Regions from separate parts of the Oryctolagus cuniculus genome. Here all the other regions are linked to region 2. Evidence: chromatin contacts called from public Hi-C data. All regions are on one chromosome and are shown on one strand. The core of a region is the stretch at or near the end of the contact, and the rest is flanking DNA. Distances in the headings are between cores, read along the strand shown. Region 1 holds the start of SRXN1 (sulfiredoxin 1). Region 2 holds the start of NRSN2 (neurensin 2). Region 3 has its middle 34 kb from the start of DEFB125.

Region 1 (2,700 bases), core at 10-2,509, 240 kb before region 2:
GTTGGGACATGTGTATGGTAAGACACCGAATTTGATACCAGGAGTAGGGTAACAGCTTGATGAGACTGAGGTCAAATCTCCATGTTTCCACTCCAAAAACCACTGTCCTGCCCTCCTGACCTCCTGTAAGGAGGAAGACCCCTTCCCTCTCAACAGAAGTCTCCGATCTCAGTAATTCCTGGGCGGAAGTGCGGGTGGCAGCTCCACTTCCTGAGCCGGGACCAAGTGCAGAAGCCGAAAGCTTCCAGTGACACTCACAACAGCCTCGCCATCCTCGGTTCTGGGAGGAGCCGGAACGGTGACTTTCTCCAGCAAAGCGGGATGCCAGAGCCCCGGGCACCGCGGTGATGGGCAGCGTCACCTCCCCGTCCACGTGGGACTCAGAAAGCCAGTGACGGCCGAGGGCGCGTGGCCCCACGGGGACAGTGCTGTGGCTCACCTCTCAGCGCCGGGGTTCAAGCCCCAGCTCCACTCCCGACCCGGCTTCCCGCCAGGGCACCCTGGGGAGCAGCTGCAGTACCAGGCTCCCTGCCGCCAAAGTGCAAGACCCAGCAGAGTCCCCGCTCCTGGCTTCAGCCTGGCCCGGCCCTGGCTGTTGCAGCTTTCGGGAAGTGACCCAGCAGGTGGAAGATCTCTCCGTCTGTTTCTGTATCTCTCTGCCTTTCGGATAAATAAAAATAATAATAGAATTTATTTAAAGAAAGTGTCACCTGTCTCTCCCTCTCTCTCTCTCTGTAACTCTACCTCTCAAATACATAAGTAAATCTTAAAAAAAAAAGTGTCAGTAACCAACTGGCAGCCTCCCAAGGGCAGGATTCCAGGGAGCTCCGTGGGACAGTCGCTGCGGGTGAGCCACGCAGCGCGCAGGGGTGCGGAGGGGCCTCTGGGGCCGGGCTGCTGGACCTGAGCCCCAGCTCGGCCACTCAAGCCCCCTGCCCTCGGGTCCAGCGCCGCCACCTGGGAAACGGGACCTACCTGGCGGGGTCGGGAGTTACTACACAAGCAGCGTGCTCTCCACGCTTTGCAGCCTGCACCGGCTTCCGGGAGGACTGCCGTGGGCGCCGCCGCTTCTGCCGACTCACGCCTGCTCGGCAGGTCCGGCCACCGCCCGCCAGCGCGCCCGGGGCCGACCGCGCCTCCCCAGCGCCGGGACTGCACACTCACCCTGAGTCAGCCCGCCGGGCGCGCCCACTGCCGGGCGCCGCGCGGCCCGGGGGAGGTTGCGGGGCGCCCCCCGGCGGCGGGCCCGAGCCGGGCGAGCCCAAGCCCGGGGCCGCGGGGCGGGAGGGGTTGGGGACTGGGCCACTGCGGAGCCGGGGCCGCGGCCGCACCACCGCGGGGCTTGGGGAGGAGCGCGCCCCCCGACGCCGCACGGGCCCCCCGCCCAGCCCCGCCTAATGGTACGGCCCGGCCGGAGTTAAAGCCGCGGAGGCGGCGCGCGGGGGCGGCGGCGCCATGGGGCTGCGAGCGGGCGGCGCGCTGGGCAGGGCCGGCGCGGGTAGAGGGGCGCCCGAGGGGTCCGGGCCGAGCGGCGGCGGCGGCGGCGGCGGCGGCGCGCAGGGCAGCAGCATCCACTCGGGCTGCATCGCCGCGGTGCACAACGTGCCGCTGAGCGTGCTCATCCGGCCGCTGCCGTCCGTGCTGGACCCGGCCAAGGTGCAGAGCCTGGTGGACACGATCCGGGTGAGGCCCCGGGGAGGCTGGCCCGCCGGAGGGAGGGCTCGGGGCGGGGAGGTCGCGCCGAGGGAGCCGGGGCTGACTGGGCGCCTGTGGGCGCTCAGCCATAGCTGTGTGACCTTGGGCGACGGTGGGCCTCTGCTTCTCGCTTGAGCAAGGAAGGGACGAGCCAAGACGGTTAAAAGAAGGACCGGCGATTCCTGTAAGACAGCGCCTGCCCCGGCCCCGGGGGCTAAGTTCCTTAGCGTCCTGCACCCACCCTCCCAGGTAGATACCGGCCCCTTTTCCCAGGTGAGAACCGAGGCTAGGGAGAGTTCTTTTTATAGCAACGTGCCCAAGGTCAGGCGCGTGGAAAGGCCACGGGCAGCCCCGTCCCAGCGTCCCCACTGTCCAGGGAGGGGCTGTCCGGCCCTTGTGGGGACAGCAGGACCTGGGGGTCCTGGTCCTGGGGGTCTGCTGAAAGGTAGTGGGGAGGGCGCTGGGGGAACCCAGTGATGCTGGCGGGCTGGGGCTGGGGCTGGGGGCGCATGAGCGTGGGTCTGGCCGGGTCCCCTTGGCATCCTGCCCCCTACTCCGGCCCTGGGCAGGGGGGCAGAGGAGACCCCCTCGTCCCACCAGAGGCTGCCGCAGCCAGGAGGTCTTCAGTCCTGGAATGTGCCTAGCGTCCCCACACTCCCGGCCCTGCCCCAGAGCCCACAGCCCCGGTGGTTCCCGCTCCACCTCCTGGCCTGGAGCCCTGGCCCCTCTAGCTGGCCAGGGTCAGAGGCATTTTTCCAGGTAGCCCCATGTCCATCAGACATCGTCCACGTGCTTATTCCCTTGTGTCTGGTCTGTCTGCGTCATCTCCTGTGAACTGCACACGAGCAGGAACCTTGTCTCTGGGCTGTTGTCCCACTGCTAGCCCCGAGCCTGGCTCTGTGGGAGGGGGGATCTGGCTGAGCGCCCTCCTACCTCTGGGCCTTTGTGCAGGCCTCCCTCCTGCCTCGTTGCTCCGACTGCTACTTGATCTCCCGTCTTCGCTGA
Region 2 (2,700 bases), core at 201-2,700:
ACTGACACACACCCCACAGATACATCTCACACACACCCCACAAACACACCCCCCACACACCCCACAAACACACACTCCACTGACACACACCCCACAGAGACTCACACCCCAGAGGCTTGACTCACACCCCAGAGACACACGTACCCCACAGACGCACACACCCCAGAGAGACACACACCCCACAGAGACACACACCCCACTGAGATACAAACATGACACAGAGACACACACACCCCACAGACACACACCCCAGAGACACACACCTCTCCCCACAGAAACCCACCCCCAACAGAGGAACACCCACCCCGCCCCCGCACGCACACAGAGTTGGGTGCTGCCTGAGAGACGCAGCCCCGCAGCCCCAGCAGCCCCAGGACTGCGGTGGTAAAGCGGTCCATCCCTCAATCCTAGGAAGCAGACCGAAAGGAAAACGCATTTTCCAAGTCCCGCAGAAGGGGAGCAAGCCGAGGCCGAGGCCAGGGCGAGCGGAGGCAGCAGAGGGCGAGAGGTCTGGAGCAGGATCTACTGCGGTTTTGGCCCTCGTAGGAGGCTCTGGGAGAAGGGCGGGGGCAAGAGCGTCGGTCCCTGCGGATTAGGGACCCCAGGCAAGGGGGCAGAGGGACAGGCGGCCCGGGTCAGCTCCCACCGCGCACGCAGCTCGCCGGGACCCGCCGCAGGTGTGCAGCCCCGCAATCCGGCCGTGAGGGCGCAGGAAGGTGACCTTGGCGGGGCCTCCCCTCGGCTGCCTGCCCCCTTTAGGTCTGCAGGGAGGCGGGAGGGGTGGGGGGCGCCGAGGATGCAGCGGGGTTGCCAGGGGAACCTGGGGAGGTGTCCCCCACCGGCGCCGGGAGGAACTTGGTGGGCAGAAGCGGGAGGAGGCCACTGCGGCGGCGGCGGAGGCGACAGGCGAAGCCTGCTGGACTCGGTGGTCGGCACTGACTGGCTGTTTACCTTCCAGACCCCAGACCCCAGACCCGCCCACTCCCGCGCCCCTTGCTGCCCAGGCTGTCTCCCCAGGCGGGGGGCGAGGGCAGTCGGACTGTCGTCCCCTGCTCGGCACATCTCTACTGCTACCTCTTTCTGACCTGACCCTGCGAGGCGAACCGTGTCCTTTCCCCTGGGGGAAACTGAGGCAGAGAGGGGGCGGAACGGCCCTTAAAGATCGAGTCCTTTGAAGCCTCCGCCCACCCTAAGGGGTGGAGCCGCAAGGGGCCTGGCGCTTTCCGGGACACCCCCCACCCCCGCACATCGCAGAGGTCCTGCCCTTAGCGGGACACCGCAGGGGGAAGAGGGGACCCTCAGATCCCCGAGGAGGGGGGCTGCTGAGCTCACCTCTCTTCCTGCGGTGTCCGCCAAGCGAGCGAGCGAGCAAGCGAGCGGGAGCCGGAGCTGAAGCCGAGCAAACGCGGGCTAGGTCCGCGCCTGCGCTGCAGTCCCGGGCGGGGGTGACACGGGGGCGGAGGGAGGAGGGGGCGCCGGCCCGCCCCGGGGGCTGGCTCTGCACACGGCGGCCCCTGTAGCTTCCTGAGCCCCTCGCCCTTTCCTGAGTTCCCTTCTCGCGCTGGGACCCCAGGCCTCTTGTGGAGACCCCAGCCCCTGCCTGGGCCCCACCCCAGCTCCCCTCGCGGAGCGCCGGTCTCCTCGCTACACCCTCGGTCCCCTCTCAGGGTCTCAAGCCCATCCTGGCATAGAAACCCCCACCCCAGCCCGCACTGAGCCCCACCTCTCTCCCCGGCCGCCTCCCAGGAGGCCCCTCCCGCTGGCAGGGAAGCCCCTTCCTTCTCCCTGGGGCCTTCTCCCCTTGCTAAGGATCTTCCCCCTAACCCTGAGGAGGGCTTGGGCTGGGGGGAGGTGTGGGGGACAAGCGACTCCCCCTTTGCTGATGGAGGCAGCGGAGGAGACAGCCTGCCCTGTGGTCTTGCAGGAGTAGAGCAGCGGTGCCCCGGGCAGTGTGCGGCCACCACTGTCTCCCCTAGAACCGGCCTCCACCAGGCAGCTGCCTCCACTGGAGGCCTGCTCTATGCTCAGCCTCTGTGCAGTCTGGGCAAAGTCGTTGACTGCTCTGAACTTCACCGGGCACCAGTGCACAAACGTGCCCTCGTGTCTTGAGCCTCCTCTCTGGCTCTCCCCAGGCGAGGGCCTGGCTGGGCTCTGCACCGGGAGCCACATCTCTGTGTTGTCCGCGTTACCCAAGCCTCCCATAGCGCTTGCCACTGAGCAGGCGGCTCCACAAACATCCACTCACCTGGGGCATAAGGGGCAAGCGGGGAGCCACGGCAGGGTTTGGAAGGCTAGGGGCGACGTGGCCTGATATGCACCCTGCAGAGATCACACTGCCTGTGGAGGGGCTGGGTGGATGGGTGGGGGGCAGCCCCTGGGAAGAGCTGCGGGGGAAGGCTGGTGAGTTGTGCCGGGCCAGGCAGGTGGAGGTCTGAATGTCAGGCGCCACTTGGTGCTTGCGTGATTCACCCAGTGCGAGCCTGCTTCCCTGTAGTAGAGCCGAGATACTGAAGTGGTTGCTTCTGGAAGAGGTTGAAGGGGCTGGCACTGTGGCGCAGCAGGCTAAGCCTCCCTCTGCGTCCCATTTGGAGAGTGAACCAGCGGATGGAAGCTCGCTCTCTCTCTCTCTCTCTCTCTCTCTCCCCCTCTTTCTGTCTGTAGCTCTGCCTCTCAAATAAATAAATAAAATCTTTAAAAGAA
Region 3 (2,700 bases), core at 108-2,607, 170 kb after region 2:
AGGAGAGTGAGTGACTCTCAGGGAAGGAGGGCGGCTGGGGGCTGTCCCCCACAGCCTCTGCCCCACCGAGGTCTCCTGGGAGACCCTGAGGATCATTCCCCCATCCCGATTTTATTTTCCCTCATCACCTACTGCTCTTCAGTGAAAATCAGACTGGAGAGACTTTTCTTGCAAAATTTGAAAACAACACTGGATATTGCTCATCCAGTGTTTATCCCCATTTCCTGAGATGATACATTTAACGTATGCGTCTCGATGAGCCTGGAGGTAAGCTGTCACACGATCTATGCCATCAACGCATCTGTCGCTTCCAAAAGCTTTCTGCCACGCCCTTGCCGACTGTTCCTCATGTTTAAAACCTCCCCTTAGGAGAGGCGGTTCTCAATAAGTGAAATGCTCAGGACAGCACTGTTAGTGCTAGAGGCTGGGCTGAACGGCAGGTGTTTGGAGCTTCCGCAGGAGAGGGAAGGCCCCTCCACAGCAATGCAGGGAAAACTGGAGGCGTGCGTGCATCGCCCACCTCCCAACGGACACACACGAAAGCTCTCAGGAGAAGCAGAGGGGCAAAGTTTCTTCATGTTGAACTTGAAAGGATTTCTTGGCTATGACAACAAAGCACAAGCAACAGAAATGAAGGCAGATACGTAGGATTCCATCCAACTAAAAAGCTACTGTACAGCAAAGGCAAGAACAAACAAAATGAGAAAGCAACCCACAGAAGGGGAGCTCATATCTGCAAATCACATGCCGGATACAGTAAATGCTCCCCCCCCCCAACAGCCACAGCCCTGCTGTAATGAACTCAACTGTCTTATTCAGGCTTGACGACCCCCAACGTGGGCTACGCGAACCCCCGCCCAGATGAATCCCGCATCCGCTCTACTGGAATAAGACACTCACGGTGTCTAACACCTGACTCCGGCTCAGCCCTGTATCTGCTGATGACCACTCAGGCCCAGTAATAAAGCACAATACAAACGCAATACTAACCAAGACGCACAACCCCGATTCACAGCATGAATACAAAAACACAGTCCAAATAAAGACTTCCCTCTACCCCACCTTTCAGCTCGACCCACTCCATCCCCAGCTGCATCCGATGAAAAGGCTCCTTCCCTCTCCGGAGACAGCAAACGCCAGGCAAGTCCACTCTGTAAACAGACTCACCGTCCTGTGCCGACCCGCTCATTTTTACAGCATTTCTCTCTCTCTAAGCTCTTATAGCTTCCCTACTACAACGCACGATTCACATCAAGTTGTCTTTTATTTCTCTCACAGCTCCCTAATTTGCATCTGACCTCTCATACCTGACCCATGAATCAAGCAGTTTCATGCTTTGTTGAATCTGCACTGGGCCAGGAACGGCGGACTCTTAAGTATGATCAGGGAATATTTTAACATGAGCTGAACCGTGACAGTTACATCCTCAACTTACTTGAGGTAAGAAATGGTTTAAGGTGTTGCCTACTGTGTGTAAGATTCTCCTCGGAGAACACCAAGATTCCACGACCCCATGCAAGTCCCCAGAACCTTTGAGACAGGCCTGAGTTACCTGGAGCATTTTGAACAAGGATCAGAAGGGTGGTGATGACCACTAAATAGGGCTTCATGGCCGCCGTGTCTCAGGAGAGCGGAAGGTGGTGTCGCAGGGGACTGGATAGACACCGGTGTGGCAGGGCAGTGTCCAGCCTTCGGTGGTTTTGGGAATGGATCAGAGTTGCAAGGAGTGAACGAAAAAGGACGGGAGATACCGGTGTTCAGCCAGGCGGAGGATGACTTATGTCACATACCTTGGCTGGGCACTTGGTGAAGGTGTGGGAGATTTGCCAGCGGCACTCACATGGAGACAGGTGCTCGCTCCCAGCAAGAAACACAGGCAAGCCGCAGCCAGGCGCCGTGCCGCGTGAGACGAAGCTGAATGAATTAGCCAAGCGAGCAAGCAATGAGAAAATTCACACGTAGCTCTCAGAAGTAATCCTTTGGAAGCTTTCGTCTTTACCAGAAACAGGACAACGATGGACATCATCATATTTTGTGAGAGTATAAACCTCCCTAGCAGAGCAGATGCACAAAGGAGCAGCAGAGGAGAATCAGATCTTATCAAGATGCAAAGCCGCCAAGCCACAAAGAGGACCAGCAAGACAGGAAGAAAGAAACACATGACGTACCGAACACGCAGGGGAAAACTGGTGGGGATAAGCCCTTACGTACCAGTCATACTCAGGCACAGATGAAAACTCCCCAAGTTAAAATAGGCAATTCTACCTGAAAGGATTTTTTTAAACGAGTTACTTAGTTATTTGAAAGGCAGAGAGAGAGAGAGAGAAAGAGAGAGGGAGAGATCAGTCTTCTGTCTGCTGGTTCACTCCCCAGATGACCTTAAACACCAGGGCTGGGCCAGGCTGAAGGCAAGAGCCAGGAGCTTCATCCAGGTGCCCACCTGAGTGGCAAGCACTAGGGCCATCTTCTGCTGCTTTCTCAGGTGGATAAGTAGGAAGCTGGATTGGAAGTACAGCATCTGGGACTCAAACCTGCTACGCCACAGCGCTGGTCCTTTTGTTTTTTAATTTTTACAATGACCTGCTTTCAGTTTATTTTATACTCATAAGATTAACCCTACACTAGTTAGAGAACTCAACAAGTAGTAGGAAGAAAATGAGAAACAGTGTTTTTTTCATCAAAAACATTTTGAAAAACTAA

Evidence for each region. Hi-C and Micro-C count contacts between places; a contact is called where the count stands out from the background.
Region 1: a Hi-C map of an unstated tissue shows a contact between it and region 2, with 5 times the contacts expected there. The contact joins the promoter of SRXN1 here to the promoter of NRSN2 in region 2. A contact is called at or near these places in 3 of 6 Hi-C or Micro-C datasets (ear pinna, psoas muscle and an unstated tissue).
Region 3: a Hi-C map of an unstated tissue shows a contact between it and region 2, with 3 times the contacts expected there. The contact joins the enhancer-like site here to the promoter of NRSN2 in region 2. A contact is called at or near these places in 3 of 6 Hi-C or Micro-C datasets (ear pinna, skin fibroblasts and an unstated tissue).

Annotation. Positions count from the first base shown.
Region 1 is chr11:26,718,912-26,721,611 of mOryCun1.1, reverse strand. SRXN1 (sulfiredoxin 1) reads left to right here and starts at 1,259. Exons shown (of 2, transcript XM_002710893.5): 1 at 1,259-1,683. The coding sequence starts at 1,456. It overlaps LOC108176616 (a long non-coding RNA gene), which reads right to left and starts at 1,162. Exons shown (of 4, transcript XR_011379954.1): 1 at 976-1,162; 2 at 1-660.
Region 2 is chr11:26,475,185-26,477,884 of mOryCun1.1, reverse strand. It overlaps NRSN2 (neurensin 2), which reads right to left and starts at 1,450. Exons shown (of 3, transcript XM_008256172.4): 1 at 1,333-1,450.
Region 3 is chr11:26,308,983-26,311,682 of mOryCun1.1, reverse strand. No RefSeq gene overlaps it. Among named protein-coding and RNA genes, the nearest start is that of DEFB125, 34 kb to the left of the region's middle. Within about 2 kb of position 1,357, at least 1 of the 8 cell types and tissues checked has an H3K27ac peak or open chromatin away from gene starts, as enhancers often do.